Linked DNA regions of Gossypium arboreum: region 1 is linked to region 2. A link is a contact called in public Hi-C data. All regions are on one chromosome and are shown on one strand. The core of a region is the stretch at or near the end of the contact, and the rest is flanking DNA. Distances in the headings are between cores, read along the strand shown.

Region 1 (5,876 bases), core at 2,415-4,914, 66 kb before region 2:
TGCTCAGTTGTTTCAAACTGCTTTGCCATAGGCTGTCAACTTAGGCAATTAAGTAATTAGGAAACTAGAAGGCTATAACTCTTAATAGGTTTAGTTAATCATTGCAAAACAGGAAGAACATTTAACAGAATCGAGTCTGATATCCCAGCAAAATGTCACTAAGTTAAATTCCTTCATAGAAATATCAAACAGAGGTTATCTCTCTATCTTTTTGCCGAATATGAACTCAAACAGCAGAATGAGGCAGAAAATGAGTGATTCCACAAATCCGGAATCGTCATAAGCACTAGAACTAACAGTTTAGTTGCCAACAAAGGCCAAAGATATAGGCATATCAAATGGTATTAAAGGAAGATAATATTAGACCTTATAAAACTAAGCATTAAACGAAATTTTAGGCCAATGAACCTCGGAAATGAATCTGCTTTTAGAAACATATATTGTCAAGTTCATGCCATATGCATAATATCAACAAAAACACAATGGGATAAGAGCTATGATGGTGTTGTAGCATACATACTGCATTGTGGGTGGATACATTTATTTATGGGATAAGGGGAGAGGATTGAACAACAATGAATATGGCTCTTACCACAGTCCAAACTTCCTATTTATGCAGCCAATTCCGGTAGCTGACGTCGATGTAAGGTTTTCATCATATTGCAGTTTGGAGAGCAAGTTTAGTCTCCCAAGATCCGAAGGAATGCTGCCCTCCAACTTGTTGTCACAAAGTAACCTAAGGTGTAAGGTAGTTTAGTTAAAGCTAAAAACAAGGACAAAGCATAACACACGGAATAAAACATAAAAAACATGACTTACAAGCGTTTTAGAGACAACATTTTTCCTATTTCTGCTGGAATTGTTCCACCCAAGTCATTTTCCCTCAAATCCAGTAGCTCCAGCTTCGTAAGCTCTCCAAACTCTTTTGGAATGGCACCGGAGAAATGGTTTTTATAGAGCACACTGTTAAATATCAGCAGCAAGAAAAACCCCAAGTAAGCACTAAAAATATGTTTGAATATATGTCAGATATGAGTATCAGACACGAGTACAACAAGATTACAAGAGACCCGAGTTCAAGTAGATAAACAATTTCAGATAAAAACATAGAAAAGCCCACTTATTTAGCCGCAAAGATGATGAATCCTTACAGTGATCTTAAGTTGCTTAATTTCCCCAGCTCTGGTGCCAATGTTCCTTCCAAAGAAAGGGCACTCAAATCCCTAAAAAGCAAACAACAAAAATGGCATTAAGAGATTCATCCATTCACAGTTTACACCATAAACAGGTTCTAAACTAAAAAATCTGTGATTAAGCTCATTACTCAATTTGTTAGGCCAGTGACATGCTAAACTCTATTTTACTATCCAATGAAGAACAAGTACAAAGAGTACATATATATGTATGTATGTATATATAAGAGGGACTTACAGCATTTGCACTTTACCATCGACACAATGAACTCCCCACCACAAGCATGGAGAGCTATCATTGGAATTCCAATTTGCAAACGCACCATAAGGATCAGAGTCAATTCTGGCTCGAAATTCTAACAAAGCCAAACCTTCATCTCGAAATCCAATTAAAATCAAAGGAAAACAAAGTAAAACAATAGGAAAACGAAAAAGAAAACAAATGATTGAATTGAATATGATTCATAAATGAAAATGAAAAAAAAGAAAAGAAAAGAATCAAACAGAAATACCAGAAGGAATTACCATCAGAGTTAATGGCCAAAGACCCTTCAATCATGAAACTTGGAATCAAGAACAAAAAGCTCAACAAATTGAATCCAATTTGTTTCCATCTATCCCCCATTTCTTTATAAGCCAAACGCTGCAATGGCCGAGGTAGCAAAGACATCTGCCAACAGCCACAACGCTATACGAAATCGCCAGGTTTTTTTCCCCTTAATACAAAACACCAAACTCTTTCTGAAAACTCACTCTACAATAAACAAAATGACACACCAACACCGGGAAAAAACAACAAAAAAAGAATCTCTACGCTCCTTTTTGTTGAACAAGAAAACTTGAAACAAAAGCAATCTTTTTTATCCTTGTTTTTTTTTTCTCTTTTTAATGCTATTACAAAAATATATTACAAACAAATGTAAATTCGCCGCCTTCGGTGACAATCATCATATCGGGATCCCTCATTTTTTCTGTTTTAAATTTGATCTTACAACACCCTTAACATGTACATGTTAATTATCAACTTTTGAAAGCTTGACTTCTCCTTACAATCTCCAGAGAAGCTGAAAAAAAGAAAAGAAACAAAAGCAAAAAACATGAGAATGACTTTGAGAGCAAGCAGTCTAATAAAGGCAAAAAAGGGTCTACAAAATTATATATGACACACAAACACTCTCTCTAAAGCTATAGATTTAAAGGGTGAAGAACCCCTTCACCCCCAAATACATAAATCACTTGAAATTTGTAACCTAATAATCCCTTATTCTCATAATTCATTGGTTTGCCATTATAGCTTAATATCCTCCTCCGGCAGCAATTACTAATCCTCTCATTAAGGGGGAAACAGCTTGACACGAAACGTCCTCTATCAAGAATCAAGCCCTCGACTTTCAGATTAAGAGACGAAATGAGCCATCACCATGCAACGCTTCGTGGTTGCCATTAGCTTAATTTAATCATAATTCATAATAAACTATACAGTACCAAACTTCACCACCCATATTGTAGAAATGCAATGTAGTATTGTAACAATCCACAATATGAAATAAAAACTGCAATACCGACATCACCACCCGTATCGTAGAATTACAATGTAGTATCATAACAATCCACCATGTTCTTAATTCTCATTAAAGCTTAATCCAATACACAAAAAGAAAAAAAAGGAAAGAAAAACACTGCAACATCAATTTCACCACATTCAAAACCCAGAATTGCAATGTAGAGATATGATTGAATATAAACTAAAAAAAAAAAAAATGAAGAGTTGAATTACCATAAAAGGTGCAGAAAGATCAAATCTTTATCCCTGGTTTGAAGCAGCTGTTGCAATGATAATAATGGGATTCTCTCAGAAAAAATGAAAAATGTATTTGATAGGTGGGAGGGGGAAATGGAAGGTAATGGTGGAGAAAGAGGTTTTTGATGGGAGATTTGAACTCAAAAGAAAAAAAAAAAAGGCAGCAAAGAAAAAAATATGCAAAAAAATATATTTTGAAATTAAAATTAGATAAATAAAAAACAATTTAAAAAAAACAAAAAACCCAGATTTTTTTCTATTACTGCCCTTTTTTCCAGGATGATCTCAGAGCAGTAATTCCTTCTCTTCGACCATCATTGCTCTTTTTTTCTCATCAATGGAGGCTTTGTTGTAAAATTCTTTTTCTTTTGTTTTTGTTTTTGTTTTTTCTTAAAAAAAAATTCCAGAGATTTTTCTTTATTTTTTTAAAAATTTTGTTTTTTTATTTTTAATTTTTAATTTCTATCATTAGTTGGAGCTTGAGGGCCCCACCAGCCACCCCTACAAGCTGTGTTCTGTTTTACCCCTTTTTTTTTACCCCTCAAAATTTTTTTAATTAACATTTGCTATTTTTGATTAATTAATTAATTAAAATACGTAATAATTACTGTTGTTGATAAGTAATGGCGGGAAGGATTAAGGGGGATGACTAACTGTCAACTGTGGCCCCCACAAAAATTAAAAATTTTTATTTTGAAGAACGGTGGTGGTGGGCCCCACTTCCGTTATTGTCGGACGCGCTTTTTCTATTTTTAAAAAAAAATTATCTAATTAAATTTTTTTTTGTTAAACCTTTGACTGGCCCACGATTTGCGTGCGTCCCTCTTTCTAACAATGATTTAAAGATATAAATTTTTAGGTCAAATTTTGGTTTTAGTCCATCTATCATGTTCAGATTTAATGTTTAGTCCCTACTTTTTTTAGATAATTTGATCCTATATTTTTACGATGTAATTAGTTAGTCTAAACAATTAATGTTGATAATTATTTTAATTAAAATATTTGAGTTTTTCTTTTAAATACTTTTTAGACTTGTCATATTGAAATTGATTTTTTATTGGAAATATATTTTTAAGAAAAAATATTCCAATTTAATATTTCAATCAATTAAAAAACTTTCTCTTTTTTTCTCCAAGCCATTTGTTTTACTCAGCAGCGGTGCCAGCCTCTGGGCGGGCTATTTCCCTCATTTTTCCTCTCCCATCAACCATTTATTTCTTTATTCTTCTCATTCACCACACACGTCTTCTCTCTTTTCAGCTTGCAGTGGGTATCTTTTTTATCTTCACAAGTTGTGATGGACAGATGATGATGCTTACCGTTCGCTAAAACTCCACCGGCCACCAGTAATTTTTCTTAGAAAATGGGTGGCTCTTCATCAACTTCTTAATCAGTTTCTATTTGAAAGTATTTTAGAATAATAAATAATTTCAAGTGTCGATTTGGACTCGTGTTGTCTTAAGTTTTATATGTTTTTTATTTGCTTTTCCGTTGTTCAATAAATCTTCAGTTTTAGAAAATTTTGTTTGCTCTTATAGCACATTTTTTAATCTTACTTATGCATGTAATCTTAGTTTTAGAAGTGATTTTAGGGATGATTTTGTTGACGTCCTCTCTAGTTTGGTGAGTGCTAGATTCTTTAATCGATTTTTACTCGCCGCTTTGGACCATCCGGGGTTGATTTCTTTGTCGTATTAAATGATTGCAATCACTCTAGATACATCGTGCTTGAGTTGTGACAATGATACATCGTGCTTAAGTTGTGACAATGCCAATTGTCAATGTGTCATAATGTTTTATTGATACTGAAGCTAAAACATTTGTTGTGTTGATGGAGCTTGTTCTTCACCATCTACAATGAGTGTTGGCTATTTTTTTCTCTGAATTGTATGGTTTCATTAATTGAATTAATTAATAAATTTACCTTTCAAAAAAATATATATTTTAACCAATTTAGTTAACAGTGTTAACTGTTTATATTAACTAATGATATATAAAAAGTAGAGGTACGGAATATGTCAAAATTAAAATATAAGGACTAAATATTAAATTAAAGTATAATAGAGGATTAAAGCTATGATTTGACCTATAAATTTTATTGGAAATTTGAGAGTCTATAATTAAAAATACTTTCGAAATTCTCTCTGTTTCTTTTGGTGGCCTCCCACGATTTCTTTGTTCAATTTCTTTTCTTTTTCTTTTCTTTTTTTGCTTATTTTAAATTTTTAGGGTTTAAATCTTTATAACAAAATTTAGAATTTAAGTATTATAAGTACTGAGATTCGAAATAGTTTAAACTAGGAATACCCTGTGATGTAAATGTTTTATTTTTAATTAGTTAGTTAAATTATGGTTCAACAAAACTTGATTCAATTTAAAAATATCAATTAAAATTTGAAATTAACTCGAATAATAATTGAGTTTCAAGTTAGATCGAGTTGAATTTTACAATTCGAATAACAATAGTGTAAATATTCTTTTGGTCCCTATCAATTTTGAAAACGAACAAATTAATCTCTCTCTCAACAAAAATTATAAAAAAATTCAAAATAATTTTTCAAAATTCAAAATATTTATAAAAATCCAAAATTTATATTTTTAAAAAATTATAATAATTTTAAAAAGTTAAAGAAAGTTAAAATATTAAAAATTTTCTAAGATAATAATTTTGGAACCTAAATAAGTTGATAAATAATTCAAGTTTATCATGCTAAAGTATCTTTTTATAATTATTATTTTACTTTGAAAAATTTTCAAATATATATAGTTTCAAATTTATGTGCTCCAACATGGAATTAGTTATCTTTGTAACAAAATTTTAATTTGACATGTTTAATCTTTTAATTTAATTTGAACAATTTCACTCAATTCGTTTCGACTCG
Region 2 (6,218 bases), core at 1,193-3,692:
TATTCTTCGTATCAAAGCTAGGATTTGTTTTTCCTTTCTTGAGAGATTCATCACAAAAAAAAAAAAAAAAATCCGACATGGGTTTCAGTTTCAAAACCCTGTTGAGTTTATTCCCTTTAGTTTGGGTTATGTTAATGCAAGAAACAAGTGGAAGCCGACATTATTACAATGTGAGTTATAATATCAAAGGTAGAAAACAAGCCAAGAATGGATGTAATCTGTTTCAAGGAAAATGGGTTTTGGATCTTTCTTCATATCCTTTCTATAATTCTTCACAATGTCCCTTCATAGATTCTGAATTTGATTGTCTTAAATATGGTAGACAAGAAACAGTTCCTTCAATATTCATGGAAACCTGACTCTTGCAACTTGCCAAGGTATACTTTCTTTTATCTCACTTTTCGATATTCGGTTTAACCCTATCGGGTTGATAAAACTCTACGAAGCTCCTTATCACTTAACCTCAGAGGAGTTCCTTTGGTTTTTTCTTTTCATGTTTATTTTTATATTTGTTGACAGTTTTAATGAGGAAGATTGGTTTTTTTTTTTTCCTTTTATTGTTAGATTTGATGGGGTGAATTTTCTGGGAAAATTGAAGGGAAAGAAAATAATGTTTGTGGGTGACTCACTGAGTTTGAACATGTGGGAATCACTGGCATGTATGGTTCAAGCATCGGTGCCTAATTCCAAGACCACATATGTGAGGAGAGACCCTTTGTCTTTCGTTTAGTGTGTTTTTCGCACATTGAATCTGTGTCTGTTTTTAATTATTTTAGTATTGCTTAAAATATGCTTTAATTTCAAATCGGCATAATTTCGAATTTAGCTCTTAAATGTTTGTATCTTTTATCAATTTGACTCTAATTCTTTTTTAGTTGAATTCAGCCCTCAAACTTAAAAAAATAAAAAAATAAAAAAGTCAAATTTATCCATCAACATTTTTTTTTAAAAAAAAAGTTGAAATAATTTTTTTAACGGTAATACCAACTAAAATGTCAAAATTTTAAATATAGCAACCTGTATGGTAATCCATGTGTATTTCATGCTATTTTTTTATAATTCTTAAATTGTTTGTTGACATTACATATAAGACAAATAGTGTCATGATAGCATTAAGTGTTCATGGATTGTCACACAAGTTGCCACATCAATATTAATTTAATATTTTAGTCAACATTTTTGTTAAGGAAAAACAAGTAATATGGTCAAATTTATCTCCAAAAAACAAATAAGGGCCAAATCGATGAAAAATGTAGACATTTAGGATTAAATTTATCATTATACTTTTAGAATTTAGTCCCTACTTTTATTTTAAAGAATTTAGTCTCTACTCTAATTAGTGTTGGTCAACTCTCTACTATAATGTCATTAGTAGGTTCAAATTAATAAAACTATATATTATTGTTAAAAGTGATAACATAATTTTTTTATAAATAACTTTAAACAATAATAAGTTAACATGTAAATTTAATATTAATTAAGTATGCTCAATCGGATTTTTTGCGGCTATAACTGTGCGACCAAATAATTTTTTTAAAATTCGCATCACTAACTTTAAATTATGATTTTAATATAACAACTAATATAATCTATTGAATTAAAAATCGAAATTATCATCAATTTAATTTCTGATCATTTTTTTGGATGAAACTTCTGATCCGGTTTTTAAAACATTGAAACAAACAAATAATAACTTTATGCAGGATTATGGAGTGACTCTGTATATGTATAGAACACCATACTTAGTAGATATAGTTAGAGAAACCGTTGGTGCAGTGCTTAATCTAGGCTCCATCAATGGAGGCAATGCATGGAAAGGGATGGACCTCCTGATTTTCAACACGTGGCATTGGTGGACCCACAAAGGACAATCTCAAGCGTACGATACCTATCATCTAATTTTCCATCATTATATGAAATCAATCTGATTGTTATAATTATGATTGTAAAGTTTTGTTTTTATGTAGATGGGATTATATTAGAGATGGGTCTGAAGTATACGAAGATATGGACCGTTTGGTGGCATTCAACAAAGGGCTTACAACTTGGGCTAATTGGGTAGACAACAATGTGGATCCTAACATCACCAAAGTCTTCTTCCAAGGCATTTCTCCCACCCATTACGAGTAAGTTCCAAACTAATCGAATTTTGTTTTGAAAATTTTGAATTCGATTAGGTGATTATTAAGTTTTAAATTTGAGTGGTTTTGAATTACTACGAGTCAAATATTAGTCTTTTTAGACCTTTTTTTGAGGCTTTCTCGTTGTGTGAACTTTTTGTTTTTTTAGATACTCAAATTTTTTGGTATTTCACTCTATGAATCTACTCATTCCATTAGCAAAGTCAAGAAACAAAACTCCCCACTAAAACTAATACTTGATATGTTAGGGTCTGACCCTCAACAATATTAACATGCAACTCAAATAGTTCTTTCTTTTAACTAAGTATATTAGTCTATTGACAAAGTCACTCTTTGAACTAGTTTAGGCTCTCAATATAATTGGAAGACACCTCTTCTCTACCCCCAACCCCTCACAATCAAGAATAATATTTGATGTGTTAGGGGGTTCGACCCCCCCAACAATCTTAATATTTCGGTATGCTTGATTAGAGTTTGATTAGACCTTATTAATCATAATCAAGTCTCAAAATAATATGTAAACTACCGTCGTTAATTTTTGCTTGAACTCAAAATTTAATTTCATTAACCTAAATTTAAATCCAATCCAACCTAACCTAATTTAATCATAAAAAGCCATCAACTTGATCATAGTCAATACAAACTCGAAAATGACTTGAATACAAAAAGATTCAATCTCAAAATTACTCAAACCTAACATAACTTGAATTTGAAGTAACGTGAGCCTAGATCTAAAATTAAGTGTCAAACTTGAAAGACAAATAAAAGAATTGGTCAACTCAAAAATCTAATTAATTGGAAGAAGTGGAAGTGAATTTTTTTCCTCAGACATTCGGACCAAATTTAAATCTTGAAGTTAATATTATTGAGAGGATTTTATCTAAATACTATCCGGTCCAAACAGGACTATACTTAGAACAGATGAAAAATCATATAATTATACCAAAAATAATATTCGGAAATTTTAAAATTCTAGTTGACCCGATTCAAAACCAACCGGGCCCTCCTTTTTGATCTTGGATCGAAAACTCGGTTAAGCTTAAAAAATCTTGATTGTGTGCTTATATGAAACCAGGGGCAGGGAATGGAACCAACCAAACAAGAACTGTAACGGAGAACTGGAGCCACTTTCCGGTCCAACATACCCGGCGGGGGCTCCACCGGCGGCGGCTGTCGTGAACAAAGTTTTGGGGACGATGAAGAATCCGGTGTATTTGCTGGATATTACAACACTATCGCAACTGAGAAAAGATGCTCATCCTTCCACTTATGGCGGTCTTTCGGGCAATGATTGTAGCCATTGGTGTCTTCCTGGTTTGCCTGATACATGGAACCACCTTCTATATGCTGCTCTATTCATGTGAAAGCTTTCAACAATGGCGGCAACATTGAATTTATGAATCTTTTATTATTTTTTATACATGTAATTTGTACATTCATGGCGGTGGTGAAAGTTTTCATTTAGTTTTCATTTAATAATTTTTTATATGATAAAATTATGAGATTTTTTTATCTTTATTGACAAAATCGTGATATTTTTTTCGATCTAAATCTAACCTCATATGTTGGACACAAACGTCCACACATGCAAATAGGGATGAGCAAAACTCAATTTGAAAAAAAATTCAAATTTCAAGTTAATCGAATTAAGTTATTTCTTTTTTTCGAGTCAACTCAAATAAGTATTTTGAAATTTGAGTTCGAATCAAGTTTAATTCTACAATTTGAATAATTAGCATAATTCCAATAGCTCAAATAACATATTGGTGTAAATACCCTTTGGTCCCTATCAATTTTGAAAATAAACAAGTTGGTGTCTTTTAACAAAAATTACAAAATAAATCAAAATATTTTTCAAAAATTCAAAATATTTATAAAGATTCTAAAATTTATTTTTGTAAAAAATTATAAAAATATAAAGAATATATAAAGAAAGTTAAATTTATAAAAAATTCTAAGATAATAATTTTGGAACCTAAATAAGTTAATTAATGATTTAAGTTTATCATACTCTTATTTTGTTTTGAAAATTTTTTCAAATATATATATGATTTCAAATTTACGTACTCTAACATAGAATTAGTTATATTAACAAGATTTTAATTTGACATGTTCTATTTTTAATTTTACTCAATTCGACTCAATTTGAATTTCATTTCACTTGACTCAATTCGAAAAAATTTCAAATTGAGTTAGAATAATAAAATAAGACTTGTCCACTTGATTAACTTAAAACCTTTTCACTCAGTTCGATTGAATGCTCACCCCTATATGCAAATACACAAATTTGATAAGCTCTAAAAACTCAATACAAAGATGAAGCTAGAAATTTTCTTTTAGAAAGATGAAGATGAAACTAAAATATTTCGAGAGCGAAGGTAAAAATGTTGTATTAAAATGATTGAAATAGTATTTTAAGAGCTAAAAATATAATTTTTCTATTTAATTGAAGGGTTAAATGGGATTAAACTGAAATACTAATTTTACTAAGGGTTAAAAAGGATAAATATACCATCTAACCAAATATCGAATACAAAGCCATGCTTGCCCAGCGTATGCCTTAGACTCACTATGATGCAAATAGACGTGTCATTTATCACGTAAACCCTATTATTCGATCTATTTAACTCGATTATAAAAAATTAATAATTAATTTTCCTGAACTTTAATATAATTCAAATCTGAAAAATACGAATGCTAAATGATTCGAATAAATAATTCAAATTAATCTAAATTTAACTGTTAAATCTAAATGGGAAAACTCGAAATAATTGAAAATTCTTACTAAATTGAAAATCTGCTACATACATACATATAAATAGGGATACAAACTTGCAAAATTTATTATACTACTAATAGTTCAATTATTATATTTAAAAAAGTATTGAACCATTAATGATGTATTTATATGTAATATTTTATATCGATAAATAGAGATATCGAATCGATTTAAAATTTATATGCATAACAAGTGAAATTATATTAATAAATTTAACTGTTGGATCGGGGTTATGCACTTAGTAATGAATTGAATGTGTTGAATGTGTGGATAAATAAATAGCATCTACTATTGTATTCACAAACATTAGCAAGGGACTCGCTCTGTAGCTGAGTTTGCTACAGAGATTAACATGGTGTTGACCTGCAAATCAATTTCTGGTGTGGGTTTTGGCATTGTACATGGCACGATCTCGCTTTGTCTCTCAACTCCTGGAAAGCTCTCATCGTTTCGACGTCAAATCCTCCGGCAAACTGTCCATAAAACAAAAATACGGTTTCTTTTTTTAATTATCTTCTCAATCCTTGAAAAAGAAAAGTTGGTAGATTAAACTCGTATGAATTAATGAGAATGTCGTTAACCTGATGTACACGGAACGCGAATCTAACGCCTCGAACAATCAGCTCTTCTTCTTCGGGTCCACCCCCGACAGCTTCGAGCTCAGCAGATACTCTTCTCATGTACTTCATTGCTAGTTTCACTGACGCTAGCTTGATCTGCGATAATTCATCGACGTTTAATAAGTTGGAGCATAAGTTCATACAAAGTTCGTGCCTAATTCAGATGGATATAGAAAGCATCGTCGAACTCCGATGATAATAAATATAATGATATGCAGTCATTATCCAACTTAAAGAATCCGGTTTTCTTCTTTTCCTATCGTGTCCGAGTCTTTATTTTTCTTGAAGTTACCTGTATCTTGATTTACATTCTTAAATTACCTGGCTCACAATTCCGGTTTCAAGCATCCAATACGTAGGAATCCCGAAACCTTTGTATCTCTTGGTTGCGGATTCTCTCATCCGAGAGAGGTTGTAAACACCGAGCTCGAGCCTGCGATTATGTCAGTAATAACTTGAATACGAATGAACTGATGAAAGCAACTAAAAGCAAAAGGAGTTTGATATATTATTTACTTTTCAAGCAGAGCCTGCATCTTCTTAAGAGCCGAACCGCAAGGTTGCCTAGCGTCATCCCTAAATGATGCGGCCTCGGATTCTAGTTTCTTGAGATCACAGTAGCCGAATGCTGCCTCGCGTAAGGCATCAGCCTTCTGCTCCGGCCATTCGAAATGTTTT

What was found. Hi-C and Micro-C count contacts between places; a contact is called where the count stands out from the background.
Region 1: a Hi-C map of leaf shows a contact between it and region 2, with 3 times the contacts expected there. The contact joins the promoter of LOC108458221 here to the enhancer-like site in region 2. A contact is called at or near these places in 3 of 5 Hi-C or Micro-C datasets (all in leaf).

Annotation. Positions count from the first base shown.
Region 1 is chr9:64,615,501-64,621,376 of ASM2569848v2, reverse strand. It overlaps LOC108458221 (protein MALE DISCOVERER 2-like), which reads right to left and starts at 3,664. Exons shown (of 14, transcript XM_053019331.1): 1 at 2,971-3,664; 2 at 1,706-2,257; 3 at 1,432-1,564; 4 at 1,152-1,223; 5 at 820-963; 6 at 593-736; 7 at 1-32. The coding sequence starts at 1,721.
Region 2 is chr9:64,547,500-64,553,717 of ASM2569848v2, reverse strand. LOC108457834 (protein CHUP1, chloroplastic-like) reads right to left here. Exons shown (of 6, transcript XM_017756999.2): 3 at 6,057-6,218; 4 at 5,862-5,973; 5 at 5,502-5,636; 6 at 5,097-5,393. The coding sequence ends at 5,268. It also overlaps the pseudogene LOC108459763. Among protein-coding and RNA genes, the nearest start is that of LOC108457834, 5.5 kb to the right of the region's middle. Within about 2 kb of position 2,442, at least 2 of the 2 cell types and tissues checked have an H3K27ac peak or open chromatin away from gene starts, as enhancers often do. A contact at or near this core is called in leaf, where this site is marked.